Linked DNA regions of Gasterosteus aculeatus: region 1 is linked to region 2. A link is a contact called in public Hi-C data. All regions are on one chromosome and are shown on one strand. The core of a region is the stretch at or near the end of the contact, and the rest is flanking DNA. Distances in the headings are between cores, read along the strand shown. Region 1 overlaps cdk19 (cyclin dependent kinase 19). Region 2 holds the start of rpf2 (ribosome production factor 2 homolog).

What was found. Hi-C and Micro-C count contacts between places; a contact is called where the count stands out from the background.
Region 1: a Hi-C map of liver shows a contact between it and region 2, with 5 times the contacts expected there. The contact joins the enhancer-like site here to the promoter of rpf2 in region 2. A contact is called at or near these places in 6 of 6 Hi-C or Micro-C datasets (blood and trunk muscle, liver, skeletal muscle and 2 more).

What each region holds. Positions count from the first base shown.
Region 1 is chr18:4,769,743-4,773,097 of fGasAcu3.hap1.1, forward strand. It overlaps cdk19 (cyclin dependent kinase 19), which reads left to right. Exons shown (of 13, transcript XM_040161480.2): 13 at 1-3,045. Among protein-coding and RNA genes, the nearest start is that of tab2, 17 kb to the right of the region's middle. Within about 2 kb of position 1,804, at least 8 of the 9 cell types and tissues checked have open chromatin away from gene starts, as enhancers often do. A contact at or near this core is called in liver, where this site is marked.
Region 2 is chr18:4,716,893-4,720,029 of fGasAcu3.hap1.1, forward strand. It overlaps rpf2 (ribosome production factor 2 homolog), which reads right to left and starts at 1,785. Exons shown (of 10, transcript XM_040161483.2): 1 at 1,518-1,785; 2 at 552-684; 3 at 117-154. The coding sequence starts at 1,540. It overlaps amd1 (adenosylmethionine decarboxylase 1), which reads right to left. Exons shown (of 9, transcript XM_040161482.2): 9 at 2,338-3,137.

The DNA.
Region 1 (3,355 bases), core at 554-3,053, 53 kb after region 2:
GATGTGAAGGTGTCTCACACTGACTCAGAACCACAGCACTTACAAACACACCGTTCCTTGCCAGGATCAAATCGCATCTTTGTTTATACAAGTGCATTATATAGCTACTTTTTCTCAATGTAATTATTTTTGGGGGTTTTACCCTTATTTGCTTAGTTTACCTTAATAGAAGTCATTGGAAATATCGACACACGTAGAAGTGATTGCACGGAAGGAAACGCAGGAGGAAAAGCCCTTTTTTTTTCAGATTACACTAGAGATGAGAATCTCTCTCATAATCAAAATGGGAGCTTAAGCTAACCCTGTACTTTTGAAGAAAAAAAACACATGTTTCTACACAAAAACAAAAAAAATCAGCACCTAAACTGATGTAATTTCAGGGAAATAATAAATGCAAAAATTTCACTTAATCTTATGATAGGGTTTCTGTGGTTAGACCTCTCTTTACCTAGATATGGGGAAGTGAAAAAAGAGGGAGTCAGTTCTGTATATTCTGATTCACTCCGCTACCTAGCTAAGATTTGACAGATCTCTGTTTCCCTTGACAACGGCAGCCTTTTTTCAAGGATGTTGGACTCTTCTCGTTGGCGGCCAGCAGCTCCAGACTGTTTTTCTGGTTCGGGAGCTGCCAGTTCCACACTTTCAAGGTTGATGAACACGATTGTGCGCATTTAAATGTACAGGGCAGCTATTAGTGTGGCCCCCACCACACACACACATCAAACTATATGCCTGATGTCCAATTTTTTAAAGGTTTCAATGTTATCATTGTTGCCCTGTGAGTGTGTGTGCATGTGTGTGTGTACAGTATGCTTTGTTATGCATGGTGGTTATCCTTTGCGTTACTAGGATGGCACTGACTGCTAGACGTTCCTGCAGAGAACTGTAAAAACTAATTTGTGGATGAGTTTCATTCTGTTCCACTCCGACCCTGCAGCCATTTGGCTGAGACTGGAGCTCATTTGTAAAATGTATTTTTAATATAATTTTTTTTTTGTGGCCACGCCCCATTGCCCTCTACAGACCAGCCGCCGCTGGCTAGGAGTTAACTAAGCTTACATGCAGCTGTAAGGTACAATTTTGAAGGTGCAGGTGCTTAACTTTTCTCCTTTTCACTCTTTCATGTAATACTTATTCTCCATAACATTTATCTAAGAGATGGAAGTACTAGTTACTAGTTCACATGTAAATTATGATGTATTCATCCCCACAAATAGCTCCTCATTTTGTTTTTGGAATAATCAAGTTTTATTTGATTATAATTTGAGTGCAGCCACCACTGAAGTCCTTGTCAGTTCTTTTTCTATTTCAAATGTTAGATAAACATTTGAAATAGAAAAGTTAAAATACTCTTTGTGCCATAACAGTGTTTAGGACATAGCAATAGCCAGAATTGTATATTAAAGATTGAAGCTTTTGTGCTCTTAAATTGAATTGCCGAGATTATATAAAGTACTTCAAAGTAGCTGCACCTCACAAGAGCAAATCCATTTTCGTAGTAAGACATTTTTACTTTTAATGCCTTAAGTAAATTCAGCAGAAGATACCATAGTAGGATTTATTGCAAGCCTTTTACTCTTAAAGACTTATTTTGTATTGCTATATTGTTGTTTAATCAAAGCATCTGCAAACTGAAGTGAGACAATCCTCCCTGCACAAGTAAAAGTGAGGTAGTTTTTGTATTTTTTTATCCCACGTCGATCCTTTTTTGTTTCCCCATAACTTGCTCCATTCTCACTGGCCGTGCTCGGTCACATGACCAGCCATCAGGCAGATTGTATTGCAGAATGCTCCCATTGACTCGACTGTAACTGCGTGTTGGCAGTACAGAAGTGGAGCCAGCAGGGTTTGCAGGGGCCAGATGTGTGGCCTGCAGTAGGATAAGAACACATTGACACCTTGTGGCTGAAACGAGAACTGGCCTTTGTAAGAAATTATCAATATTGTTTCCAGAATATTTCATGCATTGATATTAAGATGCGTCTCTAAGTCTCCTCAGTGACTCCTCAGTGATCCCTGCTGTCCCTTACTGGGTCCGTCTCTGCACCAGTCGGCTTACTACAGTCTCGCAGAAGTTCAGTTTTCATGTCACAAAGACAATGTCCGTGTATTTGCAAATAAGGTTGTGTATGAGTCATACTTTGGTCCAATACACATTAGATCTGCTTTGGTCTCCAACTCCTTCATGTAAATATCTGACTCTTTAGCAGCTTGATTGCTCATTAGATTAATTAGATTCAGCTCGTCAAAGTGCCACAGATGGTAAGTGACTCTACGCTTGTTACATAGGGTCTTTTCAAAATATACTTCCACCATGGGTGCTTGATTTTCGTGTTTAATGACGGCATTAGGATTTTTAAAAAGAGTGGGCTTTAAATATTATTGTTGCGTAATTGGTATTGTGAATGAGGTATAAAAAGATGCCGGTTTCACACAGGACATGGATTGCGTTCTCCTGGGTGAAAGTCCCGGGTTACTGGGCCTCATCCACCTAACCCTTTCCACACGTTTTGACGCCAAGTGGGCACCGCCCCCGGGATGGTAATTGTGTTGTGAGGGAGGACGGGTTGGATTGACAGCTAGTTTTCCTGCTGCTGGATGCTGCTGGATAAGAGCAAAGTTTTGTGTGGCTTGAAAACCTAAATAGATTTTGGGAGGAACCGAAGAGTCGATCCTTCTCTGTGCATTTCACACTGTGACATCAGTGATTTGATCAATTGTTAACACATAAATGACAATACATGCAGCTTTAAAACCAAACTCTAGGTTACATGATGTAGACATAAAATATTTTGTCAGGGAGCTCTTCTAAATTTGTGTCGCTTTAGTAGTACGCAAATCCGTGGGGACGTGCTCTGCTTCCTTTTTTTTGGGGAGGAATCCGAACCAGCAGTTATTCAAATGTTTTCTCCTCCCTTTCATATGTGTATTGTAAAATCAAACTGCTTATCAGACAATTTCTCTCTGGTGGTGTATTATGGTTATAAGTATTATTGAGCAATTGACAAATTACTGTCAAACAACTCCTATGCAAAAAAAAAGAAATTCAAATAAAATCCCAGACTACAGCTTTCACTGAGGATGCTTCAGTTTCTGCAGTTCTCAGCTTCTAGTAGATGTTGATGGGTGTATTGTGTAGAACTTGAATTCAAAAGTACGAAACAGCGCTCCTCTTATCTCATCCTTTTCCACTGAGGTCAAAAATGTACTCTAAATGAAACTATTGTAAAGAAATGCATATACTGTATACATGTATATGGATACTATATGATCATATTTATTATTTACATGCGTTGATGGATAATGCACATGTTTTCTTAACTGTCCTCTGCCTTAACTATAGTAGCTGTAGAAC
Region 2 (3,137 bases), core at 535-3,034:
TTCCATGACCGTACAAACCCTGGTAAGAGTTAAAAACAAAGGAATGTCAAAGTAATTGCATCAACAATACTCTATTTCCTTCAGACTTTCTTGATCATCTTAGTAATTGCACTTACTTCTTGAACAACACAGCATTGGGCTTCTTCAAGGCATACTGCAGGAACAAAAAAATCACAATCACTCAGGGTGAGTGAGCATTTTTGATTTATTTAGTATGCTGTTATGCTATTATATTAAGGGAATAACGCAATAGAACCAGCAAAGCACTGTATAGTATTTAGTGTGAATGGCAGAGAAATGTTTCTGGTTTCAATGCACATTCATATTTCACTCCTAAAACATAAAATAACATTATAAGTTAAAAATATCCACCCTAAATAGACTTGGAGTACACTGGGAGTGCCAATGTCCTTCTCCACTTAGACGAAAAGGTGAGAAACTACCCTTCTACGTGGATGAACGAGTTCAGAGTTTTTAATCCTTCACTACTCATTAAACCTTTAGAACGTGCCATCTGGGCAGGAAGCCTTTGTCCCTGTCGGGTCACTTACTATGTCCTTGAGGGCCTGGGTGACGGTCAGACTGGAGTTCCCCCCTTTCATAATCATGGCGGTCTTCACGTCCTCTGTCAGCTTGGGCGCTCTGCCCTCCAAGAAGCGCTTGGCACGCTTCGTCTTGGGTTTTCTGAGGACAAACACACAAACAAATGCAAGAGATGACCCTCTACACAGTGCTGTTCACCCCTACACAAAAAACATATAGTAAAAAAAAAAAAAAAAAGGTAATCAGATTTACAACATCTGTTTTGGAAATTAATGCTATTAACAGTTTATCTTGTAATGTTGCTGGATATGTCGGTCGTTTTCATTTGTGAGCTAAACGAAATATAATACATGTCATATGCAATACGAATGAATATATTGCTTCCATATTAACATTACACGATTTAGTTTCAGATTTAAGACAACGATGCTAACCACAAGTAATAAGGAATACATATTCTAATGATGCTGCTTATTCTTCTCAGCCTACAGATGCATTATCCTTATAGATCACTAGTTTATTAAACGTAAGATAATTAAATATTAGAAAGAAATATTGATCCGCATGTGATGAAAAGGGAACTTAATCTTTATTAGAAGTTGAAATATTATTTTCAGCGGACAGGTCAGCAGACCAAACTCTTCGTAAATAACAGTGCATCGAGCAGCTAAGTCAACAACACGTGTTGACGCAAGATACACAACTTAAATCTTCAGCTGACTGATATTTGGAAAAAACACAGAGACAATATATTAGTTTGCACTGGATGTAGAAAACCATAAAACAATTCCACCACGAGTTACAGCGAGACTATCGCGTAACTAGTTCGGACTCCACTTTGAGCTACTGTTAGCTCAAACTACCACGCTAAGCTAACGTTAGCGCTTCTCACACGGTTACGAGTCCTGCACACAGAAAGTTACACGCGGACGCTCGAACACGGTGAGCTCAAAGGAGTACATTGTCCAACTTACACTATACCGTCAAACTTCGGCATTTTGGGTGTCTTTAGTGGTTTTCCTGCCGGATGGATGAGCTCTTACGGTGCAGTTCCTCCACGTGAATACGAGCGGCGGAAGTCAACATTGGCGATGATCTTCTTCGTTGGTGTAGGGTTGGTAGATTTCCTGCTTCGAGTGAGTTAACGTCATCTAGTGTCGCGCTTCCACAACACATCGCATACTGTTCACTAGGGGGAGCTACAGACCAGGACATGTCAATGTTCTATTATGTACTAGTTTTCAATAACTTCTTACTCCATACTTGACAACTAATTTACATTTAGTTGGTGTAAAATATTACGTGGCCTTCACAAGCAATGCTTACACACCGCGATTCTGAATGGCCATTCAGCAGTACATTGTAGATGACCAAGGGATACTATATTATTTTTAGGAGATTGTAAATTATCACTTTTCCCTATGATATAAAAGGGATGGCATCTAATCAAATTTTTGTAACTGGATATTTAAAAAAAACCTTCACATTTGATTTAAAAATGTAAAATCAGCTAAAAGCAACATTTTTTTAATGACTGTCTCTATATACTGCACGTGTTTATGTTGTCAGGTTTTTGCAGTTTGATTTTATAGTATATAGTTATAGTTTAAATATTATAGTAAAAATAATTCATTACTTTTACTCTATCCTGCAAGGTCTCGCTTTGAGGAAATCAATAATTATAAAACTTAGGTAAATATGCAAGTATAAGTTGGCATCAATTAACTCGTGAGCGTTTCACCTGTTGCCCTAAAATCGCACCATCTTTTTCTTCTCAATAAAGACCTCAACAAGTTGCACAGATAAGCCTATTTTTTTATTGAAGCATCAAGCTCGTAGCAGATATATTTAGCACATCTTGACCATCCAAATAACAGCAAAAGGAAGAATTTGAATAGCAAAATTTCTCCTTCAGTGCATCCTGCAACTGCACCCCCTTCTGACCCGAGGGCGGGGGGGGGGCTTTCCCCCCTCAGCATCCAATGTGAAAACACAAACATTTCAGCTTTGAAAAGGTCATGCCGCAATGTCAAAACAAATTGGTTTCACAACAAAATTACTATTTGGACAAAAAAAGTTTAAAAAGGGGAAAGCAAAAAAATGGGTTTTAAAAACAAATTGAGATTGGTCCCAGTCCAAACCCCCCCCCCCCCCCCCAAAAAACCTTTGAATTGTAATACAATTTTCTACAAAAAAAAACAAAAACAACTTTTGAGTTTGCGGTGTGATACCTATCCATCTATAGATATATACATAGTTATAAAAAGAACCGTACCATAATGATCCAAAAGAACAAGTCTCAATTATACTTACTCTAGTAAATAAAACCGCTAATTTTGAGCCGCTGTGCAACATGTGTGACGAAAAAAAAGGAATCTAACAGTCAATGCGTTGAGAACATTTCATGACTGGGTGTATGGAAAAAAACAACGAGGCCACAAAAAAAAAAAAAGGGGGGGGTCCCCTTTGCTACGTGGTGGTCCAGCTCGCGGGTTCAAGAGCGCGTTCTCTGGCAGGAGAAGCGTTGTGAACGCAGCGGAGCCAGGCGGAGGGCACTGACCGGATTCAAGCTTCAAAAGGATTACAAATAAGAA